2 separate regions of the Zea mays genome follow, and region 2 is linked to region 1. Evidence: chromatin contacts called from public Hi-C data. All regions are on one chromosome and are shown on one strand. The core of a region is the stretch at or near the end of the contact, and the rest is flanking DNA. Distances in the headings are between cores, read along the strand shown. Region 1 holds the start of LOC100282724. Region 2 has its middle 14 kb from the start of LOC100277644.

Region 1 (4,059 bases), core at 721-3,220:
GGCAACGAATATGGTATGTATGTATGTTATCTATATAATATCTCATTCTCAGGGCGAAAATTTTGGGACCTGCCCAGAAATTAAAAGTCAGGAAGCCATCAGCTTTCCATGTACGTACATGACAAACAAACAATCCAACCCATGATCAGTTGAGCTCTTGGGCGCACGCACTACAACCTCTCTCAAGACTGATGAATCTGTTATTGCCACAGACGGGCAAGCAGAAGCCGCGACGCTATCTCTACACTCTCATCCGTCGAACGCGGCCTTTACACGTATTTCCGGCTGTAGCCTTCGGACTTGTCGTCCTCGTCGCTGCTGCTGCTATCGCCGCCGACGGTGGCCGCTACACCGGATCCAGAGAACTGAAGCGGGCCCTGGGGAGACCCGGACTGCGAGCTGCTTTGCTCCTGATGAGGAGGAGCCCAGAGGCCGCCCGCCAGCATGACCGACTGGCTCACCGGAGCCACGACGCCGGGGGATCTTCTGTTGTGCAGCCGGTACTTCTGAAATACGAACACGACACGCCGATCGAATCAGTTTCCAAAACAAGATGCTATATCATCGCCTTCGTCTGAAATAGGCACCGGCGCGGCGCTACTAGAAGGAAATAATAATGCCCGGACAAAACGGATCATTGCTCACCTGGAGATGGCTTTTCACTTCATCGTTTGTAAGCCCGTCCACCTTCATCACCTCCCTGATCTGCTTCGGAGTAGCAACTGCAACCAACGGTGAAATTCGTTAACACATCTCCTCTAGCAAGCAACTAGTAGTAAACTTCTTACAGACGATCCGCGGTGTCGTGTATATGTACCTTGAGGGCCGCCGAGTTGATGCAAGGCGGCAACAAACAGCCGGTGAAGCTCCGGCGACCAGCACCGCCTCGCCTTCCTGGCTTGCTGCTGAGCCTGAGAGTGCAAGTTGGCCCCAGAGCCAGACGGTGGCATAGTGGCACAGAATCTGCCGCTCGCGTTGTCGCTGGCAGACATGGGAGGAATCGGCGGCTTAGCTGCGGGTGGTACCAGCGACAGACCACTGCCGGCAGAGCTGTCTTCTCTCCTGAAGAATGGAGGCGGCAGGGGTGGCACCGCCGCAACGGCCCTTATGGGCATGGGTGCGCCACCGAGCAACTTGGGCTCCGGCGAAGTGATTTCACTCAGTTGCTCTTTGTCAGACTGTAAGTAGAGATAAAATAATCCGTGTTACAGTTTGATTTTATTTGGTAAGAATGACCCTAAACATGAAAGACCCATGGATCAAAAAGGAAAACAATAGAGCAATCTGATGAAAACAAGCAGCATGGCGTACTAGAGTTGCCTGCTCTACCTCGTCGGATTTGGCGTCGCTGTCGAGCCACAGCTGAGCGGTGCTCATCCATTTCCGCTTATCGCCGTCGTCGGCCTTGGCCTCCGCGTCTCCGCCTCTCTTGGCGGCCTCATCCTTCAATTCGTCGATCACTGCAGGCCGCGACGCACGCACCACCACCGCGTCAGCGAACCAGGGGCCGAGAAGAGAGACCACAACAACGCGCGCGCGCGCGTATATACGTAGGATAGGAAGAAGTACATGAAAGGACAGCAGGAGACCACTTCTCACCATCGGCGAGGAGACGCACGCAGAGCGGGAGCTCGCGCCTGAACACCTCGATCTTCCGGCGCTCCTCCTCGAGGCTCCTGATGCAGGACTCGATCTCCGCCGGCGCACCCTTGGCCGCGGCCGCCATCCCTCCGGCGCTCCGCGCGGCGAACAGCCCGAGGTCCAGACCCAGATCCAGGCCCATCCCGATGCCGCCGACGTCCAGCCCCATGCACGCGACGCGAGCGAGGCGTGGAGCAAGGTACGGGCACCACCACCAGGAATCTTTTGCGCAGAGAAGAATCGGCGACCGGAAGCCGAGACGAACAAACGAAAGAGAGAGAGGCGGAGGCGGTGGGTGGGGTGGGTGGAGGATGACTGTGAGGGGATCTGGATTCCGGAGGTGCGCCCGCCCTGGCATATGTATAGACGGGTGGTGGCGGCGAGCGGGGCGAATGGAATCTGCGAGCTGGACCGCAGGATGGGAGGAGAGAGAGAGAGAGAGACCACGCCCCCAAACCACGCGGCGCCTGGGGTGCGGTGGGCGCGCGCTGCGTTGCCGATTCCTCACGTCGCATCCAGCGCGATAAGCTCGCGGTCGCGGCCGGAGCCGGACGTCTCTGTCTCTCTCAACACTCCACGGTGAATCGTGGGATCCCTCCATCGGCGCGGCCTCGAGTTACCGCTTCTCACACCACACGCGTAGTTTTGCGCCTGCACCCCTCGCGTCTCTCCGAGAACTGCAGCGGGGTCCCTTCCGTTTTTTTGCTTTAGCTTACGTTCCGTGCAAGTTTTTACATGCGTGATCGACGCCTTGACAGCTTGCGTGCCCAGGTGAGATCCTGCCTGGCCTGGAATGGATGACGAACGCCTTTTTTTAGACGTGAATCGTCCGTGGTGATTCTTCCATCTCCATGTCCCTGGTCTCACGGGGGACATCTGGAGGATTGGCCCATCGGTTTCGGTGGCGGATTGGCGTTTCGGGACGTCTGGAGGCTGCGCGCGCGGGGGGTGGGGTCAGATGGATGCGTTTGGTTTTGTTGGCAGCGCTCCCAAGCACGCTGTGGTCCTGCCTCCTGCCATTTGTTTTCTCTGGCTGTCCTCGTGCACGATGCAAGTCCAAGTCGATGATGATACACAAAGGCCGTACGCTCCGGATAGTTCGTTCCATGGCTCCATATGGAGATCTTTTGCCTGGGAATCTGGCGAAAAGGTTAACTTCTTCGACACTGTTGTTTTCTTTTTTAATTTGGCAAAACTCGAGCATGCAAAGTGGCTTTCCCAAAACAAACACGGGTGCATACCTCACTCTAGCTAGGGGGAAGAAGTATCTTGTCTTGATCATCTAAAGTTGGCACACCAATGGCTAAGACACAATATTCTGCTAGTGTCATATAGTCGGACCGCCAAACACTGAAGTTGACCTTCGTCTCAAATCAAACTATCTCCACGATCATCAAATATCGGGAGTCTCCATTTCTAAGCTACTTCATCAATCCGTATACATGATACACTGGCTGCTACGCGTGAGCGAGCCCAAAAGGCATGATGTAAGTTGCATAAAAAGAGAGGGAGCAGAAAGATCGAAAAAATCTATTTCTATTACTTATATACATGTTTATATCTAAAACTGAGAAAGCTACCGGACGTTAAATTCCAAACCAAACAATATAGTGCACAGGGTAGATTATTTGAACTTATCTAAAATAAATACTATATTCGTTTTAAAATAGTAGTCGTTTTAAAAAATTACTTGGTTTATACAGTTCTTGATGTATGTATTTTGTATATGTGGCTAGATTCGTCATATCTATTTCAATATAAACATAAAAACCAATAGATAAAACGAACATTATTTTGAAACGGGGTGAGTAATATCTAAACATGACCATATATAGCTAAAAAATGTTACGTTGTCACCAAGATAATAAAAGGGCCAATCAATAGTTTAAACAAAACTAGCTAGTTCTAGGTGCGAACGTGAAACTCTTACACCTAAAAAGACCAAAACATCGTTTATATAATGTTACCACGTTCGTTTCGGTCCTGCTCACGCGTCCGTGTCCGATAAGAATCATTAGCATACACGTACGCGTCCTACTCGATTTCCATGCATATGAAGACTGGATTCATGTGTTCGTGTTCGATCTGAAGTCCTTAAAGCTCACGCTTCCATGTCCAATTAAGTGATGATGATCATATGGTCCCTCCTAAGTCCTAACTATGGGTGGTAATGAGCTCTAAATTTCATAATATAAAGTTTAAGAACCGGAACAAATTAAAATCGGACCCAATTTCTATTTATTTTTTGAATACTAAAATTAATTAAAGATTTAAACAAATTATGAAGAAACATTTGATCATGGTCTATTAGACTATTACCACCCGTACTTGTAACAGCCTCTCATGTTATCTTCTTCCACAATCGATCTCGTCCTATTAAAGCTATATTTTTTTAAAAAAAAAAGAAAACTGATGATT
Region 2 (4,164 bases), core at 377-2,876, 150 kb before region 1:
TCTCTCTCTCTCTCTATCCTCCCATCCCTCCTCGCCCTTTCCATCTTCACTCATGAGCCATCATGCCACACCGCAATGTTGGACCTTTTCCACGTTCCGAATCCTCATCATCAGTACCCTAGTTTCCCATGTACAGACTCATCAGAGCTTTTGGTCGTACCGCTGCTTCTATATTGGCACATTGCTTTCGTGCCACCCCAAACATGTGCCGATTTAAACTTCCGTTCCACGTCCACCCAACCCAAGCACGCCATCATTATTGTTGGGCTCCAGGCCTCCCTCAGGCCTCAGCAACGTTACTTACCACTAGTGTCATGCAGATTGCATGCAGATGCCCATGCATATGCCCGGGGAAAACAAAAACAAAGCAAAGGAATCGACGGACACACTAGTGGCGCGGCGCCTCCTAGACACAGGCAGCCAGCGGGTTCAGCGTAGCGTGTACCATGATGACACGGAACGAGCTACGTACGCCTCGTAGTATAGTAGTGGTACTACCGCGCGCTAGCAGCTACTATGATAGCTAGCTAGCTAGCTAGCACGCGCAGACACACGCCAGGAAGAGGCCGGGTGTCGAGTCGAGGAGAGAATCTCTCCGTCGTCGGCGGTCTCCATCCATGATCGGTCGTCGTGTCCGGGAGAAGCGAAGCAGCCACAGCGAGGGAAAAGGCCGCCCCGGCCGGGCAAGGACTAGGGAGCCCGGGTTTCTAGGAGTCAAATCCATCGGCACACCACCACACAGACACAGACACAGACACAGGCAGGCAGGCAGGCCGCAGGCACCAGCCAGCGCGCGGCTCTCCGCTAGGTAGCCTAGCCCCCCCCCCCCCCCCCCCCCCCCCCCCGTAGCGTGTCGCTTTTGCGCGTGTCGCTTTTGCGCTTTGCGTTTGCCGGCCCTCCCTTCCCTGCCGCTCGCTCCGCATGCCCTTGCCTTTGCGTCCACCCGGGGTGGGTCGCCCCCAAACAAGAGGTGACCCGGCCACGGCAGCTGCTGGTGGCTGGCATTGGGCACGCCGCGCCGAGAGGACTGGACACGCTCGGCGCGGCTCGATCGGCTGGGATGGATCGGTGTGGATCAGATCGTTCTGGGCGCAGGAATCCGGGCGGCGGGGGAGGCAGGCAGGCAGGAGGCACCTGCTGCACGCGGTCGTTTCCGCCGGGGGGAGCCGGGAGCGTAGCGTACGACCGCCTGCCAGGCTGCCCCGCCCCCGCGCGGCACGCTCCTCCGACGACGCGTCCTCCCCGCCCGTTCGCGAGCTGCGTGCGTCACAGCGTAATTCGACTGCATCGCGTACGGGCGCCAGGAGGTGTTAATCATTCGCCGCCGAGTGCTTGGCTAGCGATAGGATAGACCAGGACCAACAGGCAGGGCCGCCTTCTTCGCAAACGATCGAGTAGTGTGGTTGGTTTCCTTCCGACCTGGGCGTAGGCGCGTAGCGGTCGCGGACACACAACGCTGGCCGGCTTCGGCTTTGCAGAACATGTGTGAATCGAGCGAGAGCAAGGTTTCTTTTTTCCCCCCACCCATTTCTTCTGCCAGTGATTATTGGTGTAGGATGTGCATGGAGCTCTACCGTGATGACGATAGGCGTGCGTTACGAGCTCTGTGGGCCCCGCCGCGTCGGGGACTGGGCCACCACGCCGACCGACCGACCGGCCGACCGAGGCGAGAGGCGAGCAGTCCGGACTCCGGAGTCCGGACGCTGGTCGCTGGTTGCGCTTTGCAGGGAGGATTCCAAATTCCCGCTCTGCACTTCTGCAGCGCAGGAGCAGCATGCATGGTGCATGGACCGTGGCCGTGGCGGCAGGCAGACGGGAAGGCGAGCGAAGCACGGTATGGTTATACAGTACCGCGCGTGCTGTGCGTGCGTGCATGGTGGTACTACATGCGTGTTACGCCACGTCCGGACAAAGCCTGTCGCCCCTGTAGAGCAAGGTGTACATGTAGCAGCAATACGAATACGAGTACGTACGTACAATGTTTAATCGTATGGATGCTTCTCAACTTCCTTTGGACCGGCCCGTTGCGTGTACTGTATGTGATTGTTGACACGTAAAAATCGAAGGTGCTGCCCCGCTCTAAACTCGATCAGCTAGCTCTCCAAACAATCACTAAAGCCGCCTACCCATTCCTGAAACAATCACTAAAGCCGGCCGGTTTGGGGCTTATAATCTTTTTTATATATATTTTTCATAAAGTAATCCACCATCAGCAAGAGAACATAGGTTCTTACATACTGTGCGATCCAAAATACCTGTAAAATCCTTGTGCATTTGGTTCGTGATGTTATAACCTGGTGGACATACCCTACTACTGTACAAAGGCTCACCCGGCCCCCTTGCTCCCATAGCAATCCTTTTATTACAGGTACCTTTGGTACATGGTGCCTTTGCTGTGACACAGATCTAGTTTGGAAAAATCATACTATCAATTAGATCGAAAAGCAACAAGCTTGGGCTGCTTGGCTAATGGTCACTAAGTTGGAAATGTCCTTATAAAGTGATCAGAGTAATAATTGAAATTTTATATATGATAGAGATACTGTAGGTGGTAGTCTCCCGAGAGCAATCAATATTTGACAAGAAGCCTTGAATACCTTCTAAACGACGGTCGATACTTGTATCATCCTTAGAATAAATGAATATGGTCATTGTATAGATTGCTCTTAGATGCTAGACAGTTAATAGATTGAAATCATCACTATTTAGTGTTTTCAAATTTATAAGGTTTTTATCTAAAAATAGGGTCACATATATTAACATGCAACAATAGAACAAAGGAGAATGGTATTGCCACTGCATGGAATTGGCTAGGCCGAATCACTGAAGCCAATCAAGATAGATAGCTTGCTAGTGCAAAGTCGTCCAGGCCAACTATAGTGGTCGGCTCCCTCCGTAAAGCCCGTCCTAGTCGACTATTGCTGATTTTTCTCTCGAAGAGATTCATTTCTAATTCAGTTTTTGAAATTCAAAACAACTTACCAGACATGTTTTAAAAGTGTTCCTACTAATATATCATACATGTGACCACCACCACACACATAAGAGGATGAAGACCGATTAAGATTATCCAACATTCAATTAGTAAAAAATGCATCTACTATTCCTTTTATCTTTTATCTTTTTTCTTCTTCTTTTTTATCCTATTGTTCGTCACTTCTCTTCACGAGATTTGATGGTATTGTAGATGGTTTTACCGATCCTAGAACAACCTTCACATGCTCCTTTCTAAAGCTTCAACATGTCTCCTCGAGAGGTGTTCAGAAGTCTACACATATGAGTATATGACGAATTAATAGAATCAACATTGGTTTAACCGGTCTCTAGATTAATTTTGTGGTTTAACTAGTCTCTAGATTGGTTTCGTCGGACAGTTATTTTTCTCGCTGCGTCTTGACTAGCTCATGAATTACTGTATATGAACTTCAATTCTCAAGAACGAACTCGTGTATATATATAGACTATCACTACAGTAAACTAACAAACATCCGACGGCCGCCTTATCTCCGACGGCTGTGTACGAGGCCGTCGGAGATAAGGTTATGTCCGACGGCCACAACGGGCGCTCGGAAATACGCCTTATCTCCGACGGCCTCGTACACAGCCGTCGGAGTATCTCCGACGGCTGTGTACGAGGCCGTCGGAGATAAGGCATTTTAACGAGGATCCGGCCCGCGCGCCGTTTCATTTTCACGCGCGCGCCTCCGTTTCTCTGCCCATGTTCGTCGCCGCCGCGCGCCCACAGCCCGTCGACGGCCGCCGCCGGTCGTCCCGTCGCCTCGTGCTCCGGCCGGCGCCGCCCCGTGCTCCGCCCCGTGCTCCTCCCCGTGCTCCGGCCGCCGCCGCCGCCGCCCCGTGCTCCGGCCGCCGGCCCCGTGCGCCCGCCGCCCCGTGCGCCCGTCGCCGGCCGGCTCCCCACGCCCGCTAAGTGAGCATCCTTAATTAACAATATTGTTTATTAAAATTGTATGCATGTATTAATGTATTTGATTAGAATTGTATGTATGAATGCATTTGATTGTTTAGTTTGTTATGTCCGACGGCCAAAATTTGATTACATAATTAAATTAGCTTGTTTTAGTTTATTTAGTGGTGCTTTAGATAATTTAAATTTTTAATTTCCGAGGGTAATTATTATACCCTCGGAAATAAGGTCATTTTATA

Evidence for each region. A called contact is a pair of places that touch in the nucleus more often than the background predicts.
Region 2: a Hi-C map of endosperm shows a contact between it and region 1, with 2.6 times the contacts expected there. The contact joins the enhancer-like site here to the promoter of LOC100282724 in region 1. A contact is called at or near these places in 3 of 25 Hi-C or Micro-C datasets (endosperm and leaf).

Annotation. Positions count from the first base shown.
Region 1 is chr1:287,020,716-287,024,774 of Zm-B73-REFERENCE-NAM-5.0, reverse strand. It overlaps LOC100282724, which reads right to left and starts at 1,970. Exons shown (of 5, transcript NM_001155631.2): 1 at 1,600-1,970; 2 at 1,330-1,460; 3 at 818-1,178; 4 at 646-722; 5 at 1-506. The coding sequence starts at 1,810. The coding sequence ends at 270.
Region 2 is chr1:287,170,768-287,174,931 of Zm-B73-REFERENCE-NAM-5.0, reverse strand. No RefSeq gene overlaps it. Among protein-coding and RNA genes, the nearest start is that of LOC100277644, 14 kb to the right of the region's middle. Within about 2 kb of position 1,626, at least 17 of the 20 cell types and tissues checked have an H3K27ac peak or open chromatin away from gene starts, as enhancers often do. A contact at or near this core is called in endosperm, where this site is marked.